3 separate regions of the Rattus norvegicus genome follow, and regions 1 and 2 are each linked to region 3. Evidence: chromatin contacts called from public Hi-C data. All regions are on one chromosome and are shown on one strand. The core of a region is the stretch at or near the end of the contact, and the rest is flanking DNA. Distances in the headings are between cores, read along the strand shown.

Region 1 (4,288 bases), core at 1,121-3,620, 340 kb before region 3:
TAAAGAATTTTAACTTGCAAGTCCACATAAATGTAATTGCACAAAATTTACACTAGCCAGCATACTCAGATATCTCCTCCTGCACACAGAATGTGGGAAGGGCCACACGGAAGTAATTCCTATTTTCACCCCAGTTCGTATGTTTGAAACCAAGGTGGGTGGCTCAGGACTGTGAGGATGGCTGGCTTCTATTTGTTCTTATGCTCCTCCTTCCCTCCCTCCCACCCACCACTCCCCAACACACACACACACACACACACACACACACACACACACACACACACACACACACACACACTGTTCTCCAGGTTTATAATAGAGCAGTGCTTGGCACATAAAGACATGCTTAGAATACTTGTGAAAGAACTGGATGGACAGATGGATACAAGAAGGAGCATGTTTTTTGAATTACAGCCAGGAATTACAGAATGGGTGTAGCCAAGTGTCCACATCTTATTAAACATTCACCACCCCAAGAAACCTAAAAGTCTGGAAAATCGCCTTCAGTCAGAAAGGACTGGGCAAGGAAGGTGAGCACTTTGGCGTATGCTCACAGCATTGTTGAAATAGAAGCCGCTTCGAAATCCAGAGTTCAGGCTCACAGATACATCTGTTCTGTAAGGCCACGTACTCATGTCTATGGTCAAGATGTGATCATTGTGTTGTCTAAACCACATCATGTTTTCTTAATGGGGTTTAAGCATGACAGCTTATAAGAGGAGGTTCCTAATGCATTAGCTGCTGTTAGTATTTACACAGGGCACCAGAGGGGGCTTCCTGCTGTGCAGGGGAGGAAGACACAAAAAGCAGCCTGCAGACAGTCATACTTGGATTGTGTCTATATTTGGAGGGGGAGGAGAGAAACAGGAAAGAAGGAGGAGAGAAAGAAGGACAGAAAGAAAACAAAGAGAGGATAAGAATGGGGAGGAAGGGCAGAGAAAAGATAGACAAGGAAGAAGCAGGATTTCGATTAAGGCTGGCGGGGCAGGAGCCTCAGTGAGTGTAGCCTTCGCTCGAGACTTGGCAGCAGCCTCGGAAGCTTCCATCACTGCTTTTTGACAAGGGAGAGACGTTCTTCGGAAGTTTGCTGAAAACTTGGATGGAGGTTGGGGCTGCCGAAAACTTGCAGGGGAAGCTGGCGAGATGGTCTCAGGAGATGAGACAGCTGTCACATGTGAGAGGGAGAGAGTTTGGTCAGATCACAGATCAGAGCTGTCTGCAAGTCGCCAGAGCCACCTTTGTTAAAACAAAAGTACCTTGCAGGTACTTTTTTGTGGTCCCCTGTGGTCCCAAGGGGGGTGTCTACCACTCCAACAGGCAGAATATCAGTCACGGCGGGGATGAGAGCATTCTGCCTTTGGGCCAGAGTTCCCATGTAGAGGGTTTAACCAACTTGTGATAAGAGCAGGTATTATGGCAAGCACGAGTTCATACATATAAAAATTCAAGCATGCATACTGCCATCTGTACAGCTATACTCTAGTATGTACACACGTACAAACACAGATGTCCCATGCTCACACATCCAAATATTCTTGCATCGCCCACATGCGTGTGAATACTCCTACATGGGTACACTAGCAAACTCTGCCAAAAGCAAAAACGTACATATGAATGTCCTCACCACACACATACACTCGCACGCTTCCACAATTTTTGGTAAGCACCTATACTAACTATGTACACTTATAGTAAGTATGCTTATCATAAGCGTTTTAAAACACAAACATGCAGTCATCTACACAGCTGTTCATGACTGCACGCATTCACGCAGAGATCCACGGACACTCAGCCACAGACACACGTGAACAAACTCCAATGACCGTCTCTGAACACACCCATTCTGCCCCTCAGAGCATAGTTTTCTGCCTCATACAGAACTCACACATGTGTGCCCATAAACAAACCTGCTTAAAAATCTGTTTCCTACAGACAGACTCCTCTGGGCTAACGTGCTCCTGCTATGTCGGGATACTTGCCTGCTTGGAAAAAAAAAGTTTAAAGAATATGTCAGGCCAACTAATGCTTGGTAAAGCTGGGAGAGCAGGGGGGAAGGGCCCTTGTTCTGGTTAATAGCGTGGCCATTTGTGTGGCTGCTGCTCTTCCCCCGCCTGCGTGTTATTCAAATCCATACATTGTGTTTGCCTTTTGTGTCCAGCTTCAACAAGCCTCCCTTTGTCCCCATCACAAAGGCCAATAAACTCTGCGTGGAAAGTAAGGTTCAGGGTCTGCTAGACATTATGACGAATGGCCAGGCAGTTTATATCCTTGAGACCATGAACTGATATCAGGAGACAATGGCAGAGAGGGAGTCCATTGAGCACAGAGAGCCCCCTGGTAACCCCACGGGGGCTGAGATGGGCAACAAAGGGGCTATTGAGAATGGTGGCCCCGCTGAAAACTGTGAGAGAGTGAGCTGGTGGCATGACCACGTGGCTGGCCTCCAATGTGGCTTTTGTTTGCTGGACGGTGAAAACTGGCACGTAGTTCTGTTTATCTTTGGGGGAGATTATGGAGGTATGGTGGACAAGTAGGAAGGTTGGTATTCGTGGTGGGCAATATGATGGTCGGATGTCCACATATACTGTGGAGTAAAAACCTCACAGAAGTACACCGTAGACAACCACATTTCTCATTTGTGTACGTGTGTGTATGGAGAGGGTGAGGGTGACAGTATTTAAAATCTGCTTTCTTCTTAAAGTGCAAGCTACGTAGCACAGTACTGCTGACCACGGTCACCATGCTACATACACACTATACCCAGAGCTCCTCACGAAGTAGAGAGTTAAGGGTACATGGAGATACAGAGAAGCTCTTACAAAGTCTGCCCTAACCCTTGAACATAAACTTAGACCTGCTTTTCCATGCCCTTAGGTACTGTGTCACAAAGGGTAATGGTTATTCAAGATACATGAGAGTGAACTGATTGGGGACCATCTCACTGAAATTCATCACTTCCATCTAGATTCTGTATAATTTACCTCAGGGATGCCTTTCCACCTGGGATGAGAATGGTTTGGGAGCTACACAAATCCCCAGTGTGCTAAATTCCCGGGAGCAACCAACAGGGATGGAGAAGATTCTGTCTCTCTCTCTCTCTCTCTCTCTCTCTCTCTCTCTCTCTCTCTCTCTCTCTCTCTGTTTCTCTCTTTCTCTTTTCCTCCTCCTCCTCCTCCTCTTCCTCTTCCTCCTCCTCCTCTTCCTTCTTCTCTCTCTCTCTCTCTCTCTCTGTTTCTCTCTGTTTCTCTCTTTCTCTTTTCCTCCTCCTCCTCCTCCTCCTCTTCCTCTTCCTCCTCCTCCTCTTCCTTCTTCTCTCTCTCTCTCTCTCTCTCTCTCTCTCTCTCTCTCTCTCTCTCTCTCTGTCCTGTGTTCTTTTCATTTAATAATGACTTCCTTCCCACAAAACAGTCATTGAATGCTTACCTTTGGGATGCACTACATGTAGTATTTCAATGGTGTAAAATTAGGACCGACCTGATTTTCTAAATATAACCCAAATGTTGAAATGTATTCATGTCTATTGTATTCCTCCATGAAGGTGGGCCTCCAGCAGAAGTCCCTGATTGTGCCTTCTCTTCTGCAGACATTCTTACCCTTCGCTTTTCCTGTCTGTAATTATTCATCGTTGTCTTCTCTACTGGCTGACTCCCATTCCTGCTCAGTGTCTGAAGAATGGGATGGTTCCACTGATGAATTTGAAAGGATCTTCGTTTGTGACTTCCCTTTATTCTGGGACTATAAAAAGATTCGTGAAAACATTACTAAACGGGGACATGATATTTAGGGCAATCTGAAGCCATGTGCTTGGACCCTGGTCACTCCTTTTGGCTAGAGGATAAACTCTCCTAAACCTCTTGAGGTGAGGACTACACTTTGTGTTGCTAGCCTCTTGCCCTGTTTGTTTGCTCATCCCAGACTAGGTTCTACGAAATAATAAACTCTCATTTCACTCTGCTCCATTAGAATTTGAGTGTCAGTAGTTTTCATGTGACAGGCCAGGGTAAATGTAAGGCTTTGCAAAAATATAAATATAAGTGCCCCAAACTCACATGTGACCACTCAGAAACCCAGAGTCCTTGACGGGTGCTTGAAGGAACCATCAAACTGCTAATCCAATTTTCAAGAATTAATTACACAGAATAATCTGTCTAATAGGCATGGTGTATGGGTTTCCCTTGTTGTCATTTAAAAATTTTACCATGTATAGCTCCTTTAGATGACTGCAATTTGTTGCTGGTCACCAGGGTCCCTAAGTCTTGCCCAGTTGTCAACCCTGCCTCCGCCTCCA
Region 2 (4,599 bases), core at 320-2,819, 490 kb after region 3:
TAGACACATGTTCAGAAACACTGAAAAGGGTGCAGTTCCAAGCAAGGAGTGGGGGCATGCAGGGCAGTACAAGCTTAGCCTTCAACTGTCTCCATCTCTCCTGTCTAGTGTACCTGGTTCCCAGAAGTCATGGCCAATCAGCCACCATGCAGCCTCAGCTCTTATATTTCTAATGACCCAGCTCTGAGTCTTTGTCAATGGACCCAGTCCAGTGTTAGTCAACAGCGGGAGTAGTTGCTGGTCACTGATGCCTCCGCCCCTTCACGTGCACACCCCAACCCCCTACAATTAGCATTTTGTCAGAGAACTGAATTAGTTCAAGCAGAGAAGACAGAGCTGGGGATGAGACACAGTGCCTGCCTAGCATGTGTAGGGTCCTGGGTTCTGTCCCCAGCACCCCATAAACAGCATCCTGGTTTATTTCTGTAATCCCAGAACTTGGGAGATTGAAGCAGGATGATCATAAGTTCAAGGTCATCCTCAGTTACTTCATGACTTCAAAGCCAGTCTGGGCTACGTGTGAGACCCTTCTCGAAAAGACAGGGAGGCTTGCCAAGGCAGTAGTCAGTACATTTCTGCATTCTTCAATGGTATATCAGACTGACCACAGCCGTAGCCTTTTGAACTGCGAGCAGCATTCCATGGGTCTTCTTAACACTTTACACAAGTAAGGCAGGCTTGGGAATAGCACCCAGTGGAAAATACAGTTATCACTTCTTCCTTAACCTCAAGCAGTGACAGGTCCTTAGTCCCGAGGTAACTACATAGTGGGTCTCTTTAGCATCCAAGGGATGCGCCCCAGGACAGCCTCAGATGCACTATGAGTTTGCAAGTCTGGATTCTGCCACAAGTGTCTGCCATCAGGTGAGCGGCATGTTCTTTAATATCTCTACACTTATAAAAATTCCTCTGTGCTACAGTAATTATGACATCTATTCCATGGTGTTTGGTGGGGAGGGAAAGCCTTTGGCACATAATGAGCATTGGTCAAGCACTGTTAGTTGTGACAGTCACTGGCTATCATCCACTCAAGTCACAGCACACACATAGCTCTCAGAAGATACCCACAGAGACACTGCAAACCTTAAAGAATAAAAAGAATGCATTAAAGCTTTTTTTTTTTTAAAGCAAGGTCTCACACAGCCTGGGGTAGCCTTGGACTCTCCATGCTAGGATGCCCTTGAGACTGTTAACTTCTTGCCTTCACCTCAGGAGTGCTGAGATGACAAACGTGTGCCACCACACCTGTTATCTTGTGGGGCTGGGGATCCAACCCAGGGGTCTTGCATGTTAGGCCAACCACCGGACTACCTTGAGCTGCATCCACATCCCTTGAAGTACTTTCCCACGTAGCGCCAGTAGCCTCATGGTTTACGTTAAATAAAATTGGGGCTGCAGCTCCATTTGTAACTGACTTTGTAAAACGAGACCAAGAAATACCCCCCCACAAGTGTCCAGTAACTTCTGAGTCGGTGAAATGTATTTCTCAGCTTTCTTCATGGGGTGCCAGGCCCTGACATAGAAGGGTGTGAGCTTGCTAGTTATTCCCAGTAAGTGCTGGTCGGGCGTAATGAGATTCCACTGAGCACACATTGAAAAAGCTCCAAGGGCACAGGCCACAGTCTAAGTAAGGCTCCTCTACCTTGGCAGGGCATCAGAAAGCTTGGGCATCTGCATCCCATACTTTACCTAGCTATTCCAGATCCTCACCGAGCCACGGTCTGCGGCCAGTGTCCCATCAGGGAGAGGAATGCGCTGGGAAAGTCCAAGCCAGTCTGTCCTCAAAAGGTGACTGGCAGAGTCAGTGTTGGAGAATCTGCATTTTTCCAAAACTGTTTTTTTTTGTGGGGGGGTGGGTGGGAGGTGAGGGTGGGGGTGAGGGTGGGAGGTGGGGGGGGCGGATGATTGTGGATCAGGTCTCACCAAGTTCAAGGAAAGGACGCAGCAAAGAGGGCTCTGTAAGCCTCCCTCTAAGAGCAGGTAAGGATAAGAAATAGTGACAAATCAACCACACATCTGGTTCACGTCAGAAATACAATCGGCTATACCCTAATTTGGTCCGGTATTTATCAGCTTTGGTGTTTTGTTTTGTTTTTAAAGGGTAAAATGGGGCCCGTTTGATGAAGAAGTACCAAGGATAAACTCTAAATTAGTGAACTCAGGGGACCAAAAGTAACACTTCAAGGAGGAGAAAGAAAGAAAGAAAAAAGAGAAGGGAGGGAAGGAGGAACAGAGGGAAGGCGGAAGGGATAGTGTAGACATCAGAACAAAGTATCTTTTAAGTAGCACGAAGGTAACACTGTCTTCGATAAACATGGCGGGAGTATAAGAAAAACCATCAGAACCTCCAGCTTGACTGGATCCACAAAGACTGTGTCTTCCAGCTCTTCTCTTGATACAAAGACTGACCCCACCAACAAATTCTCAAGCCAGGTTGAGTATCTCCTCCCTCCCTCCCTCCCTCCCTCCCTCCCTCCCTCCCTCCCTCCCTCCCTCTGTCCCTCCCTCTGTCCCTCCCTCCCTCTGTCCCTCACTCCTTCCCTTCCTCCCTCCGTCCCTCCCTCCTTCCCTTCCTCCCTCCCTCCCTTCCTTCCCTCCTTCCTTCCTTCCTTTTATTATTTCTCCATGCTGCAGAAGTCACCCCTTTCCTGGCAGTCCCTGTGTTTCAGAGCAGGTAGCAGGTAGTTGACAATATAGTTAATGTCTTCACTTAAGCAATTACACACTAGATTAAGGGCTTCACTATGAGAGTGTCTTTACCCTGTGTTTTATGGCAAAACAGCACGTTTCAAAACGACAACAAACTCTAACAGCATATTCATGTAATTTTAGCATGAAATCAATTTCTCGCAAACACAATTATTGTTACCTAATTCTCCCACCTGTTTGGGGCTCCCTGTAAATTAAGTTAAAACACAACTTCACATTAATTTTAAATGTCATTTTTCCAGAGGAGGAGTTCCCCCACGAAGCATGGAGTTGATAATCGTCTCGGGAAGTGGGTATTTTCGACACGGGTGTTATCGACACAGTGTTCTAGACAAGCAACTATATCTGTTTCACAGTCATTGTTTTTAACTTCACAGTCAGCGCCCCCTTTGCTGCTTGTTGTCTCCAGGTTTCCCTGGGTTTAAAGTATGTAGAGAGGAGATGAGGTCTTTTCCAGTTGATCCACAAACAAGGTTGTCAGCCAATAAAATGACATGCATGTGTATAAATAATATCCTGGCTCCTACCTCTGCACAGCCCCGAACAAACTAGCAGTAACAAGACCTTGACAGATCCGTAGTAAAACTTGAACTTCAGACACACATTCAATTTTTATAGAAGTTGGGTGTGTATTTAGAGACGCCACATCTTGTGCACTGCCTGTGTAAAGGCAGAGACTAGTGAGTGAACCAGACATGAGGGTTTAACTGATCCAAAGTGAGAGTCACTTGATTAATTACCTTTTGCCTTCTGGACATCAGGCAAAATTTTTTGATAGTAAATTTATTTTTAAATTCAACATAGAGAAGCGGCCATGACATGTTATCATCATGGAGAGCATTCAGATGACGCGGAGCTCAGGAGGTGGGGGAGGAGCCATGCAGGCCATGCATGGCGGAGCTGGAATTCATATTCAGCCCTTGGTGGCTTTTCTTAAAATGTATTGTGTATTGTTTTAAATAATGTATGTGTCTCTATGTGTGTTTGAGCTTGTGAGGGCAGGTGTTGTAGAGGCCAGAGGGGTCCCCTGGAGCTGGAGTTACTGGTGGTAATAAACTACAACACATGGGTGTTGGGATCTAAACGTGAGTGTTCTGCGACAGAAATGGGGGCCACTATTAGTTGCTGATCTATATTTCCAATGCCTGGATTCACCTTCTTGGTGGTTAAGATCTTCTACCAACTAGACTCTGAGCTCCCTGGAAAGAACACCACAAAGTAGGCAGTAACATAGAGCAGTGTCTCTGCTTTCCGCTTAGCGGGGATGTGGTAGGAGATGGGGTCAATTCAGGTTATCTTTCAAGGGTCGATGGTTTATCTGTGGAGTCCCCCAGGAGTCACCAAGTACCCTACGGCAGTGCAGGAGTTAAGGTAGATCAAACCTCCAGATGTGGTTCTGTTCAGCGACAGGAAAACACAGCCACAGTAATAATGGTATTTACGGAAGAACTCTGACGAGACGGGTCTTGAGAACTGAACAGATCACGCCAAACTAATGCTTAGCCAAAAAACAGTCGGTAAAAATGCCGTGACCGGTGAATTACAGTGGTCTTCTCCTCTCTTCGATAATTTGGGGCAATTGCATCGGAATGCTAGCCCATTGATTTCCACTCCAATTCGTGCCCCCATGCTGGGGCAAGCCGGCTGGCATACCCGAGTTTGCTGCTCGAAGACTTGGCGATGTATCTGAAAGAGGTGCAGGCAATTGTTACCTCTGCCATTAACAGAACTATAACTCCGCTCCACACTCTGAAGTGCTCTCAGTGCCTCTGAGAAACAGCTGGGCACTCCCCGAGCAGCCATCATGGATTAGTGGGTTAAGCGCTTCCATTCTGCCCCACAGCTGCAAAATGACTTCTGGCACTTTCCAGAACTCTTCATATCTTCCCC
Region 3 (4,852 bases), core at 2,162-4,661:
TAAACATTGCCTTTTCCTTTGAATGAACACTATAATCCCTTAACTTCATTACTAGGTGAAACATGGTTTAAAAGGAGGAAAGAAAAGACAGAAGTCTCTCAGGTTGCCTAGGATTGACATGGTCTTCACCATTTCTTCCCCAAACTGAAATTAAAGACAGTTCATGCTGCCCCAGCAAAACATTCCTATAAAATCCAAAACCCCCCTTATAAAGAGCTCTGCAGTTAACAGTGTATGGATAGCTTGTCTAGAAAATACCAACAGGCTCTTTAGGACTTCTCTGCACCTCTCCGAGGGTGTCTACCAATAGGGGTGCCAGAGTTTGCAGATGGGAAATGTACACACTTGGTGTCCCAAGCCAGGGAGTGAATGACACCTAAGGCCTCGTTATAAACAGCCAAGAATGCTCTGGGCGGGTTTGAGACCACACTTAGGTGCAATGTTCACGAAGCTGGCTTAATATATGACTTAAGTGTCTGAAGTCAGGATTTTCTGAGAATTACTCTTCAGATAAACAATCTTAAACCACAGCAGTAACTTTACTTAGGAAAGGTGTCTCCTATACTCTATATCCTATATCCTATCTCCTAAATAACTTTTAACTCTGTGGGTTTTGCCACAAAACGGGTTGGAAATTCTTCCCAGAACTTTGAAAGAGCCTGGGCCCTTGTTACATGGCATCAACAGGCACAGGTCTCTCAGCCAGAAAAACATCCTCTAAAGACTGTCGTCTATGGAACTCTTCCCAAGCAACGAAAGGAAGCATTAGAGGAAAAGAGATTGCGGCACCTGCTCGCAGTTTCTGGAGCCCCTTCTCTGCAAGGTTGGCTTTTCCCATTGTGGTCCAACTAGCTTTCTTGTGCCTCTTGCCCCTTTCCACACCGGGAAATCGGAGTCTTTGCACTTTCCTTAAACCCAGAAAGAGATCACTTTTCAACTAACCTTTGCCGAAAGGTGGCGCTGTTGAGGTAAAAACCAACTCTCCAACAATAGTTTTTAATCTGAATTCTTTTGCAGTCTTTTCGGCTTTTTTTTTTTTAAGCATACCCTCGTAGACACCCCCCCCAATCGAGTTAAAATAAATACGATCAACACCATATGCATTTCATTATTCGAAGGAATCAATAGTCCCAATTTCCAAGCAGGTGAACCATTCTTCCAAACATAAGGCGGTTTCAGACAACCTTGCTTTCCCCCATTCAGTCTCCGCTCTTCTGACTTGCCTATCGCTTTAAAATCTTAGAAAAAGAGTTGTTAATTTCTTTTCGTTTTTGTTTTTTTTATATGCCCCCCCAAATATTTTTGCATAGCTTTGGAAAAATCAATCTAGATAACTGAACCGGTTATTAGCATTTGCAACGGGAAGGGGGCAATCCTACCCCGCCCCCACTCTGGGTTTCCGGACTTGTCCCAAGGGGGAAAATATGGGTTTAAAATTTAACCCTTGGAAAGGAGCTGGGAGGGCTCTGGGGTATTGCCCCCTCCCTTCACCACCAAGTTCTAAATGCCAAATGATTAAGCGAGGTGGGAGTGCAAAGGGCGCTCCGGACCCTGATAAACAGGGTTCAAATTTCATATGAGGATGGTATGGTCTGGGTGTATGTTGGGGGCATCTCAAGCGGGATTCCGGTTTCACAAGTGGAAAGTGTGGTGGATTGGAAAGGGGAAAGAAGAGAGACACGGAGGGCAGAGAGAGAGAAGGAAGGAGAGAGGAGAAAATGATTTGAATATGATTCTCAGAAGCCAGACTCCAGGCTAGAGTCCTGAGCCTGAAGGCTGAGCCTGAGATAACCAGGCTCAGGCTTAAAGCATCCCAGAATCAACTTGCTGGCACCGTCGCTCTGTCTGTCCCTCCAATGATAGAGGATGCTAGGGGGCAGCTAGTTCCTACACACTTTAGGCCCCCTGGTTTTTTAAGAGTTATACAGGCTTTCTTCCCCGCGCGAAATCCAAAAAAATAACACTGCAGGCGCACCGCTCAGTGAGCCCCGCGCGCATTCTGGGTCCCCGCACCCTTGGCGCCCCCATCTGATCACCTCACTTGCGGAGGGACAAAGAGTTGAGTCAAGTTGGCCCCCGGAGCGTCCGATTCAGGGAAGAAAGGCACTCGGCTCACCCCTCAACGGCCACGAAGGATGCAGAGGGTGAATCAAAGATCGAAAACTGCAAGACGAATGAATACACCTTGTTAGGGTGCGGGACCAGCAGGGGACCAGGGAGTTCTTGGCGGATCGCTCGCTGCAGCGTGAGAGCAGAGGTTCAGTCGGGCAGGCCTCTCTCAAACTCTGAAGAAAGCAAACCTTCCTCCCGGGTCCTACCATCGGATTCCAGCCGCCCTTTTAGTAAACTCTGTCCCTTGGTGCATTAAACTTCGCACGGGGCGGTGGTGGGGGATGTTGCTCCCTGGCTGCGCCCCAGCAGCGGCGCCGCAAGGGTTAAGCCAGCCTGTCCCAGCTGACAGTCAGCTGATTGGGCTGTGATTGACAGCTCCGAAAAGTTTCCTTGTTTCTATACTATTATGCTAATCGCTGCCGCTTTCGCCGCCTCCCATTGGCGGAGAGTGCCAGTCAATTTCCCATTTGAACCTGACGTCACGGGTGCTATAAAACTCAGCAATTGCTTTAAACTCTTCTCGCTGGATCAGAGGCTTTAAAATCTTTTTTCATCTCGGAGCTGTAGCTCGAGCTGCTTGTCCGCTCGGCCTCTCCCCCCACCCTTTTGCTCTCGGCCTTGCCTTGGTCCAGGACTTTGCCATTTTGCTTTAAAGCAAAAAAAGAAAGAAAGAAAGAAAAGAAAAGAAAAACCAAAACCAAAAGAAAAAAAAAAGGGCAAGAAAGAACTAAACTCCCCCCTCCCTTGCCTCCAGCCGGCCTGCACCTCGGTCTTGCACTTTGCACGGAGGGAGAGGGTGAGGAGAGAAAGAGAGAGCGCGCGCGCACGCGAGGGATCCGGAGAGAGAAAAGAAAATAATAATAGTAACCATAAGAGCCAGGCAGAAGAGGAGAGAAGCGTGAAGTGTTAACCACCCCGGTGTGGAGGCCCGCGCCTCCGGGACAGCCACCCGCCGCGCCACACAACCCCGGAGCAGCCGCCGCGCGCGCCCCGCCTGCAGCCCCGACCGGCTTAGGCGAGCCCTCCTTATGCAAAGCGCGCAGCGGAGCGGCGAGCCGGGGACGCCGCGCACCGGGCCGGGCTCCTCCGGCATCCTCTCTGCCGCTGTCATCACCACCGCCACCGCCAGCCGCGGAGGACCTTCCCGAGCCTGAAGCGCCCGGGATCGGAGCTCAGAGAGGCGAGCAGGCGAGGAGGGGGCCCGGGGCGAGCGGGAGAGAGAGAGAGAGAGCAAGAGAGAAAGAGAGAGAGCACATTGGCGTGAGCAGGGGGGAGGGAGGGCGGGCGCGGGGGGCTGCGGGCAGGGCGGGGGGTGTGTGCACGCTCGAGCTTTCGGGCCACAGCCACCGCCGCGCGAGCTAGAAGCGCCCTAGCCCGGCAAGCTGGCTCACCCGCTGGCCACCCAGCACAGCCCGCTGGCCCCTCTCCTGCAGCCCATCTGGCGGAGCGGCGGCGGCGGTGGCGGAGGCAGGAGGATGGCTTCAGAACTGGCAATGAACAATTCCGACCTGCCCACCAGTCCCCTGGCCATGGAATATGTTAATGACTTCGATCTGATGAAGTTTGAAGTGAAAAAGGAACCGGTGGAGACCGACCGCATCATCAGCCAGTGCGGCCGTCTCATCGCCGGGGGCTCGCTGTCCTCCACCCCCATGAGCACGCCCTGCAGCTCGGTGCCCCCGTCCCCCAGCTTCTCGGCGCCCAGCCCGGGCTCGGGCAGCGAACAGAAGGCGCACCTGGAAGACTACTACTGGATGACCGGCTACCCGCAGCAGCTCAACCCGGAGGCGCTGGGCTTCAGCCCGGAGGACGCAGTCGAGGCGCTCATCAGCAATAGCCACCAGCTCCAGGGTGGCTTCGATGGCTATGCGCGGGGAGCGCAGCAGCTGGCCGCGGCAGCGGGGGCCGGCGCCGGCGCCTCCCTGGGCGGCAGCGGCGAGGAGATGGGCCCCGCCGCCGCCGTGGTGTCCGCCGTGATCGCCGCGGCCGCCGCGCAGAGCGGCGGGGCACCTCACTACCATCACCACCACCACCACGCCACGGGGCACCACCACCACCCGACGGCCGGCGCCCCGGGAGCCGCGGGTAGCGCGTCCGCCTCTGCGAGCGGCGCGGGTGGCGCGGGCGGCGGTGGCCCGGCCAGCGCCGGGGGCGGCGGCGGCGGCGGCGGCGGGGGCACGGCGGGGGCGGGGGGCGCCCTGCACCCGCACCATGCCGCGGGAGGCCTGCACTTCGACGACCGCTTCTCGGACGAGCAGTTGGTGACCATGTCGGTGCGTGAGCTGAACCGGCAGCTGCGCGGGGTCAGCAAGGAGGAGGTGATCCGACTGAAGCAGAAGAGGCGGACCCTGAAAAACCGCGGCTATGCCCAGTCCTGCCGCTTCAAGAGGGTGCAGCAGAGACACGTCCTGGAGTCGGAGAAGAACCAGCTGCTGCAGCAGGTCGACCACCTCAAGCAGGAGATCTCCAGGCTGGTGCGCGAAAGGGACGCCTACAAGGAGAAATACGAGAAGTTGGTGAGCAGCGGGTTCCGAGAAAACGGCTCGAGCAGCGACAACCCTTCCTCTCCCGAATTTTTCATGTGAGTGTGACACGCGATCCCAGCTAGCCACCTTGTTAAATGCTCCGTGGGGGTCCGGCTCCTGAGTGGGCTTGCCAGTTTGCAGGGCCACGCTCGCCACCACCTCGCCCCCTCCCCTGGCGAGTTTGCTCCCCTTGGCCCTGCACGCACACACACACA

Evidence for each region. Hi-C and Micro-C count contacts between places; a contact is called where the count stands out from the background.
Region 1: a contact with region 3 is called in a Hi-C map of Schwann cells, with 8 times the contacts expected there. The contact joins the enhancer-like site here to the promoter of Maf in region 3.
Region 2: a Hi-C map of psoas muscle shows a contact between it and region 3, with 2.1 times the contacts expected there. The contact joins the enhancer-like site here to the promoter of Maf in region 3. A contact is called at or near these places in 1 of 12 Hi-C or Micro-C datasets (psoas muscle) and 1 of 1 datasets of contacts at active chromatin or transcription factors (oligodendrocytes).

What each region holds. Positions count from the first base shown.
Region 1 is chr19:60,961,198-60,965,485 of GRCr8, reverse strand. No RefSeq gene overlaps it. Among named protein-coding and RNA genes, the nearest start is that of Maf, 340 kb to the right of the region's middle. Within about 2 kb of position 2,370, at least 9 of the 93 cell types and tissues checked have an H3K27ac peak or open chromatin away from gene starts, as enhancers often do. A contact at or near this core is called in Schwann cells, where this site is marked.
Region 2 is chr19:60,124,866-60,129,464 of GRCr8, reverse strand. The region is part of intron 8 of Wwox (WW domain-containing oxidoreductase); the gene reads right to left. Among named protein-coding and RNA genes, the nearest start is that of Maf, 490 kb to the left of the region's middle. Within about 2 kb of position 1,569, at least 2 of the 93 cell types and tissues checked have an H3K27ac peak or open chromatin away from gene starts, as enhancers often do.
Region 3 is chr19:60,619,915-60,624,766 of GRCr8, reverse strand. It overlaps Maf (MAF bZIP transcription factor), which reads left to right and starts at 3,411. Exons shown (of 1, transcript NM_019318.2): 1 at 3,411-4,852. The coding sequence starts at 3,588. The coding sequence ends at 4,697.